Linked DNA regions of Ovis aries: region 2 is linked to region 1. A link is a contact called in public Hi-C data. All regions are on one chromosome and are shown on one strand. The core of a region is the stretch at or near the end of the contact, and the rest is flanking DNA. Distances in the headings are between cores, read along the strand shown. Region 1 holds the start of HES1 (hes family bHLH transcription factor 1). Region 2 overlaps LOC114113790 (a long non-coding RNA gene).

What was found. A called contact is a pair of places that touch in the nucleus more often than the background predicts.
Region 2: a contact with region 1 is called in a Hi-C map of liver, with 5 times the contacts expected there. The contact joins the enhancer-like site here to the promoter of HES1 in region 1. A contact is called at or near these places in 2 of 16 Hi-C or Micro-C datasets (both in liver).

What each region holds. Positions count from the first base shown.
Region 1 is chr1:194,184,159-194,187,352 of ARS-UI_Ramb_v3.0, reverse strand. It overlaps HES1 (hes family bHLH transcription factor 1), which reads left to right and starts at 1,336. Exons shown (of 4, transcript XM_004003033.5): 1 at 1,336-1,679; 2 at 1,819-1,914; 3 at 2,144-2,231; 4 at 2,903-3,194. The coding sequence starts at 1,572. It overlaps LOC121816684 (a long non-coding RNA gene), which reads right to left and starts at 283. Exons shown (of 2, transcript XR_006056345.2): 1 at 131-283.
Region 2 is chr1:194,258,106-194,261,069 of ARS-UI_Ramb_v3.0, reverse strand. The region is part of intron 2 of LOC114113790 (a long non-coding RNA gene); the gene reads right to left. Among named protein-coding and RNA genes, the nearest start is that of HES1, 74 kb to the right of the region's middle. Within about 2 kb of position 1,534, at least 5 of the 54 cell types and tissues checked have an H3K27ac peak or open chromatin away from gene starts, as enhancers often do. A contact at or near this core is called in liver, where this site is marked.

The sequences.
Region 1 (3,194 bases), core at 87-2,586:
CGGGGGCCGGAGGAGAGGGGGGGGCCCGGGGACACACACACACACCCCACACGCAGCGCGCGCCAATGAGCCCAGGCCAGGCGCAGGGGGCGGGGTTTTCCCAGGCTCGAGCACAGCAGCTGCTATTTACCTTCTTGGCTTCTCCCGGGGACCAGGAACCAGCCCCCGCGCTCCGCCGCCCGCCGCCGCCCCCCGCCTCCCTGCCCCCGGGGCGCGCGCACACACTCACACACGCACGCACACACACACATCCTCCCTGCCCGGCCGCAGTCGCGGCGGCAATAAAACATCCTGGCACGTGCTCCGGCTCCAGGCGCGCCCTCGCCGGCCGGCTGATGTCAAACTGCAGCTCGGCTGGTGTAGCTCTTAAAGGGCCCGCGCGCGCCGGGTGCCGAGGCTGCCCTGGCCGCCCGCGGGGCGGGAAGGAGGGAGAGGCTGCCGCTCGGCAGGCCGCCTCGGCGCGCTGCAGAACCGAGAGGGGGCGGATGGAAAGGGAAAAGTTGGCAAGGACGTGCGTGCGTCCTTGAGGCATTGCCATCAAAGTCCCCCTTGTTAACCTTTCATTTGAAATTCCATTTCCTTTCTGCTCAGTTGGAAATTATTCTGATTGTTTCCTGGGGAAGCGCGGGGTCCGAGGCCCCCAACTCCAGAGGAAAAATGAGGGACGGACCGGGGGAGGGGTGCGGGGATCGAAAACCACCTTGCTCTGAAAAACCTGCAAATATAAGATGGAGGCACATTTTCCTTTTCTGCATGCAAAAGGAAAATTTTTTGCCCTTTTTTGCACGGTCAACTTTCACCCCCCTCCTCCCCCGAACGTGCGGAGTCTGAGAGGGAAATCACTTAGATCTTTTCGTAACTCACACCCTTACATTCCCCCGTTCTAACCACTGCATTTATAACCTTTAATCCCTGTCCTTCTAAACCTTTAAAAATATATATTTCAAATGAACTTATTACTGGCAAAGCAGCTCTATTACATATGAAAGGAAATAAAGAGCAAAGGCCGAAGCCCCAAGAGAAATAAACTAGACTAGAGCAAACCCAATGCGGAAAAATCCTTTCTAAAGCAAAGGCCAGCAGGGAGAGTAGCAAAGGGTTAAAATCCTTTTGATTGACGTTGTAGCCTCTGGTGCCCCGGGCTCAGGCGCGCGCCATTGGCCGCCAGGCCTTGTGCCTGGCGGCCAATGGGGGGGCGCGGTCCACGAGCGGTGCCGCGTGTCTCCTCCTCCCATTGGCTGAAAGTTACTGTGGGAAAGAAAGTTTGGGAAGTTTCACACGAGCCGTTCGCGTGCAGTCCCAGATATATATAGAGGCCGCCAGGGCCTGGGGATCACACAGGATCCGGAGCTGGTGCTGATAACAGCGGAATCCCCCGTCTACCTCTCTCCTTGGTCCTGGAATTGCGCTACCGATCACCAAGTAGCCATAAGATATTATAATAAACCCTCAGCACTTGCTCAGTAGTTTTGAGAAAGTATAAAGTAAAAGGGACATAAGCAAGACAATTTTTTTGTGTGTGAAGAACTCCAAAAATAAAATTCTCTAGGGATTAAAAAAAGAAAAAGAAAATGCCAGCTGATATAATGGAGAAAAACTCCTCGTCCCCGGTGGCTGCTACCCCAGCCAGTGTCAACACGACACCGGATAAACCAAAGACAGCATCTGAGCACAGAAAGGTAAGGGCAGTACCTGTATTTCCCTGCACCCCCAAGAAATTAAGTCGGGGTTGGGGCTCTTTTCTCCCTTAAAATCGCGGGGAGAAATGGCAGGTCCCATGGGAACTCAAGCGCTCTTTTTTAAAAATTTTCTTTACAGTCATCAAAGCCTATCATGGAGAAAAGACGAAGAGCAAGAATAAATGAAAGTCTGAGCCAGCTAAAAACACTGATTTTGGATGCTCTTAAAAAAGATGTAAGTGGGTAATTCTTTTTTTCTCTCTCTCCCAGGTATTAAGAATGAAATCCCCTTGCCTGCGGGGTCTTCCCTGCCTGCACTGCATTCTCAGAGGCGGGAGAGCTGGGCCCCTCTAGCCGAGGTCTAGGGCTGTCGCCGCCATGGCCAGGGGGAGGGACGGACCCCCACCATTCCGAAACCTCTGGCGAGGCTCTCACTTTCCTCCTTTGCCTCCTCTTCTGTGCAGAGTTCGCGGCATTCCAAGCTGGAGAAGGCGGACATTCTGGAAATGACAGTGAAACACCTCCGGAACCTGCAGCGGGCACAGATGACGGGTGAGAGCGGCTCGCCGCGTCCCCCTCTGCGGGCGTCTCTCTCGCCCCGCGGTGATTTCTTCCAGACTTCCGCCCGTGGTTGTGAGAGGCATTCAGCTACATTTTACTGCCTTGGCTCACTCTTGCGTTCCCACGGTCTGGGGCTTATTTATAGCCACAACTCCAAGTTGTTACTGTTCCGGAAAGGGAGGGAGAGAGGTTGTAGTGGCGAGGGCGGCGGGCGGCGGGCGGCTTGGCAGTGGGGGAAGCGGATGGGGGGGGGGGTGAAAGGATTTAGAACCGTGGTGGTTTTTAAGCTGCGTGGAGCTTGGGGTCATCTAGTTTAGCACGCCCTCCTCGCCCGCTACATAAGGGGAAATAAGGCTCGGATGGTGCAGAAGAGGGGGAAGGGCACTATCCAAGGTCACATCGCGCGGGGGTGGGGAGGAGGCAAATTTGAGGCTTCAGATCGGGTTAAATGAAGCGACAGGGAATGGAGAGGGAGCGTCTCGGGGTCTGTCGCCAAGCTAGTGTGGCTAGGTGGAGGGTTTTTCTAAACCCAGCCGGCTACCCAGAGGCAGTTCCGCGGGCGGGTGGTCAGGGAGGCGCGCCGCGAGGACCTCCCAGGGCGGAGGCGATGGCTTCGGGGCCAGGGCCTTTCGGTGACCCATCCGTCTCCTTCTGGCCCGCAGCCGCGCTAAGCACAGACCCGAGCGTGCTGGGGAAGTACCGCGCCGGCTTCAGCGAGTGCATGAACGAGGTGACCCGCTTCCTGTCCACGTGTGAGGGCGTTAACACCGAGGTGCGCACCCGACTCCTCGGCCACCTGGCCAACTGCATGACCCAGATCAACGCCATGACCTACCCAGGGCAGCCGCACCCCGCCTTGCAGGCGCCGCCGCCGCCCCCGCCAGGACCTGGCGGCCCGCAGCACGCGCCGTTCGCGCCGCCGCCGCCGCTCGTGCCGATCCCCGGGGGTGCGGC
Region 2 (2,964 bases), core at 285-2,784, 74 kb before region 1:
AGAGGCCATTACCATAAACAGGTAATAGAACCTGTGAGTGAAGATTAGTCTAGACAGGCATTCAGACCAGTGGGAAGTGAACTTCCTGAAGTTTGTGTGTGTGTGAGGAAAGTCAAGCTTCTAGCTCTTCCATACTGCAGAGAAATGAGCCTCCCAACCATTCCAGAACTTTGGCTTTCTCACTGCCCTCTCCTCCAAAGCGGCATCCTCTAACGACTCATCCCACTCTTTATTCCTGCATACCATAAAGGGGATGTCCCCTGTCCTTGGGATCTTCCAAGCAAGAATACTGGAGTGAGTTGCCATATCATCCTCCAGGGGATCTTCCCAACCCAGGGATCGAACCTGCATCTCCTGCTTGACCACTAAGCCACCTGGGAAGCCTTATGTCATGCTCACACCCCTCCTTTTTTCAGACTAATGCTTGTAGCCGCTTGACTACAACCCTCACCTCTTGTCACTGCCTGTCCTATGACTTTCCTATAAGTCGAATTGCCAGGGAACCCTTCCAGGGAATGACAGGGTGAGTATTAACAAACCATCAACATGTCCAAAGCAGGACATACACAATTCCTGATAAATGTTGTATACACCCCCCGACCCCCACCCCGGCCATGGGCCCCAGCTCCTTCCGATTAAGTCAGGACATTTCAGAAGATCCTGACCTTGTCACTTCTTATTTCCCAACTTCTCAGAGCTTGTTTCTCCACCTTGCTGAGATACGGTGTGCCAGGGGAGGAATTCAAGAACAGGATCTTTCGTCCAGTGAGCACAGCAGTTACAAGCACAGACTGCCTAAGTTTTAATCCCAGCTCTACCATTTACTAGCTGTGTGATCCTTAGCAAGTTACAGAACCTCTCTGCGCCTCTTCTGTTGCCTGGAGATCGGTGATAATAATTCCTGCTTTTGGATTGTTGTGAAGACTAAATGAATTATTGCATTAAAATGGTTAGCAGAGAGGAAGCACCCAGTAAATGTTAACTACTACGATGGAGCCTCTTTCAGAGTCTTTCCCTGAAAGAACGGGTTATCTTCTGTCAGTTTCAACTTTGCACACCAGCACTTCAGGCAGGTAGGGGCACTTTTAAAGTGACAACCTGAATCAGTTTGGGGGAGGGAAAGATTTTATTAGAAAGATTTCTTCTTGTAAGGGTTTAAATTTTCTCAGCCCCTGTTGCCCACATAGTATCGGCCGAAAAGAAAGGGAAAAAAGAAGGAAAAATCAAGTCCTGAGGCGCATCCCAGGGAGGATGGAGAACCAGACTCGCTCGGGTCTCCAGGAAGATCCCACGGCCGGCTTCGCCCCCGCCCCCACTCGGCCAGACACTCGAGGCTCCACCGCAGATGCTCAGACCCTTCAGAAACGTAACACCAAGGAGGGGAAGGCTAGCGAGTTCCCAGAGCCTCTCAGGCACGCGGTCTCTCTCCCCACCGGCAGCGCCTTAAATGCCAGAGGACTTGCCAAAGATGGAACTGTTTTGTTGGGAGCTCGGGTTTCTCCCGCCGCGAGGCTGAGCCGGTGGCGCAGCTGCTCAGAGGTCACGCCCGAGACACGTCCGCACAAGCCCGCCCGGGGGCTGGGGACGCGGGGGCGGCCAGCTTCTCCGGGGACCTGCCGCGTCTCTGTTCCCATCTTCGTTTCACAAACACACAACCCGCGGAGGCTGCTTTCCTCTCCCAATTGGGATACTCTTTTTGCAAAACAAAAAGGATGCAGAACAAAACAAAAAGACCCCAAGGGAAAAGAAACGTTTCTTTAAAAATGCTAATCGTGAGCTTTTTTTGTTTTGTTTTTCTTAATTGTTTTGGAATTCAGCTTGTGTGGGATCTGGAGCTCTTTTTCAAGAAATGGCGGAAAGAAAAAAAGTCTAAATTTGGTATAGGAAACCTGAAGCCATTTAACCTTGAGAAGTTAGTCTTCATTTTCTGTTACTTAAAATATTTGCGTTTGTATGCTTAGAGCCCTATGCATATGATAAAAATAGAAGGCACTGATCAGTTAACCACCTGTGTTTTCCTTGCATGGCATATTTTCCACTGTAAACAAGAAAACACAGATTGGAAATCCATTCATTCCTTCCTAAGAAGTGCTTCAGTTGGGGTTTATTTGTGTTTTCAATGAATGGAAACCAAAAACAACCTTTGCAAGATTATTTCATGCAAAGAAACTCTAACATATCTTTTTATCCCCTCTGCAGCTATTTCTACATAAAGTCCAAGATTTTTTAAATGCAGTTAATAATTATAATTACTATTTAATTTACTGAGCACATACTATATGTTTGACTTATTTGTGATAAAGCTGGGAAGGAGTTCTTAATTCCTGTTTTACAAGTGAGAAAACTTCAGAGAGGATGTGTGCATTTAGTTGCTCAGTCATGTCTGATTCTTTGTGACCCCATGGACCGCTAGCCTCATCTGTCCGTGGAATTCTCCAGGAGTAGGTAGGCTTTCCTTTGTCCAGGGATCTTCCAGAACCAGGGATCAAATCTGGATCAAATCTAGCTAATCAATGATGCAGTCTTTATGTTCATGCCAGTCAGGTCCGAGAGCAGCAAAGCTGTGCTCTTTTCACCACCATAAACCATTTCCTAAACAGATACTTAGGAACACAAAGGTGTATCTGATCTTTTAATTTCCAATATAACTTTTAGGGGCAGAGGCATACAGTGAAAGGCACTGGTTTCTAGAGCTTGTGCTGCCTATGTTATCTTGTGTGTGTGTGTTTTAACCTTTTTAAAAATTTATTCTTAACTGGAGGATAATTGCTTTATAATGTTATGTTGGTTTCTGTCATACAATGACATGAATCGGCCATAAGTAAACATATGTCCCCTCCCTCTTGAACCTACATCTGCTCCCCTCACTCCATCTCACTCTTCTAGGTTGCCACAGAGTACCTGGTTGAGCTCCCTGCCTATATTGTCATTCAACCTTAATAAGACTCTCTGCCTTAGTGCCCC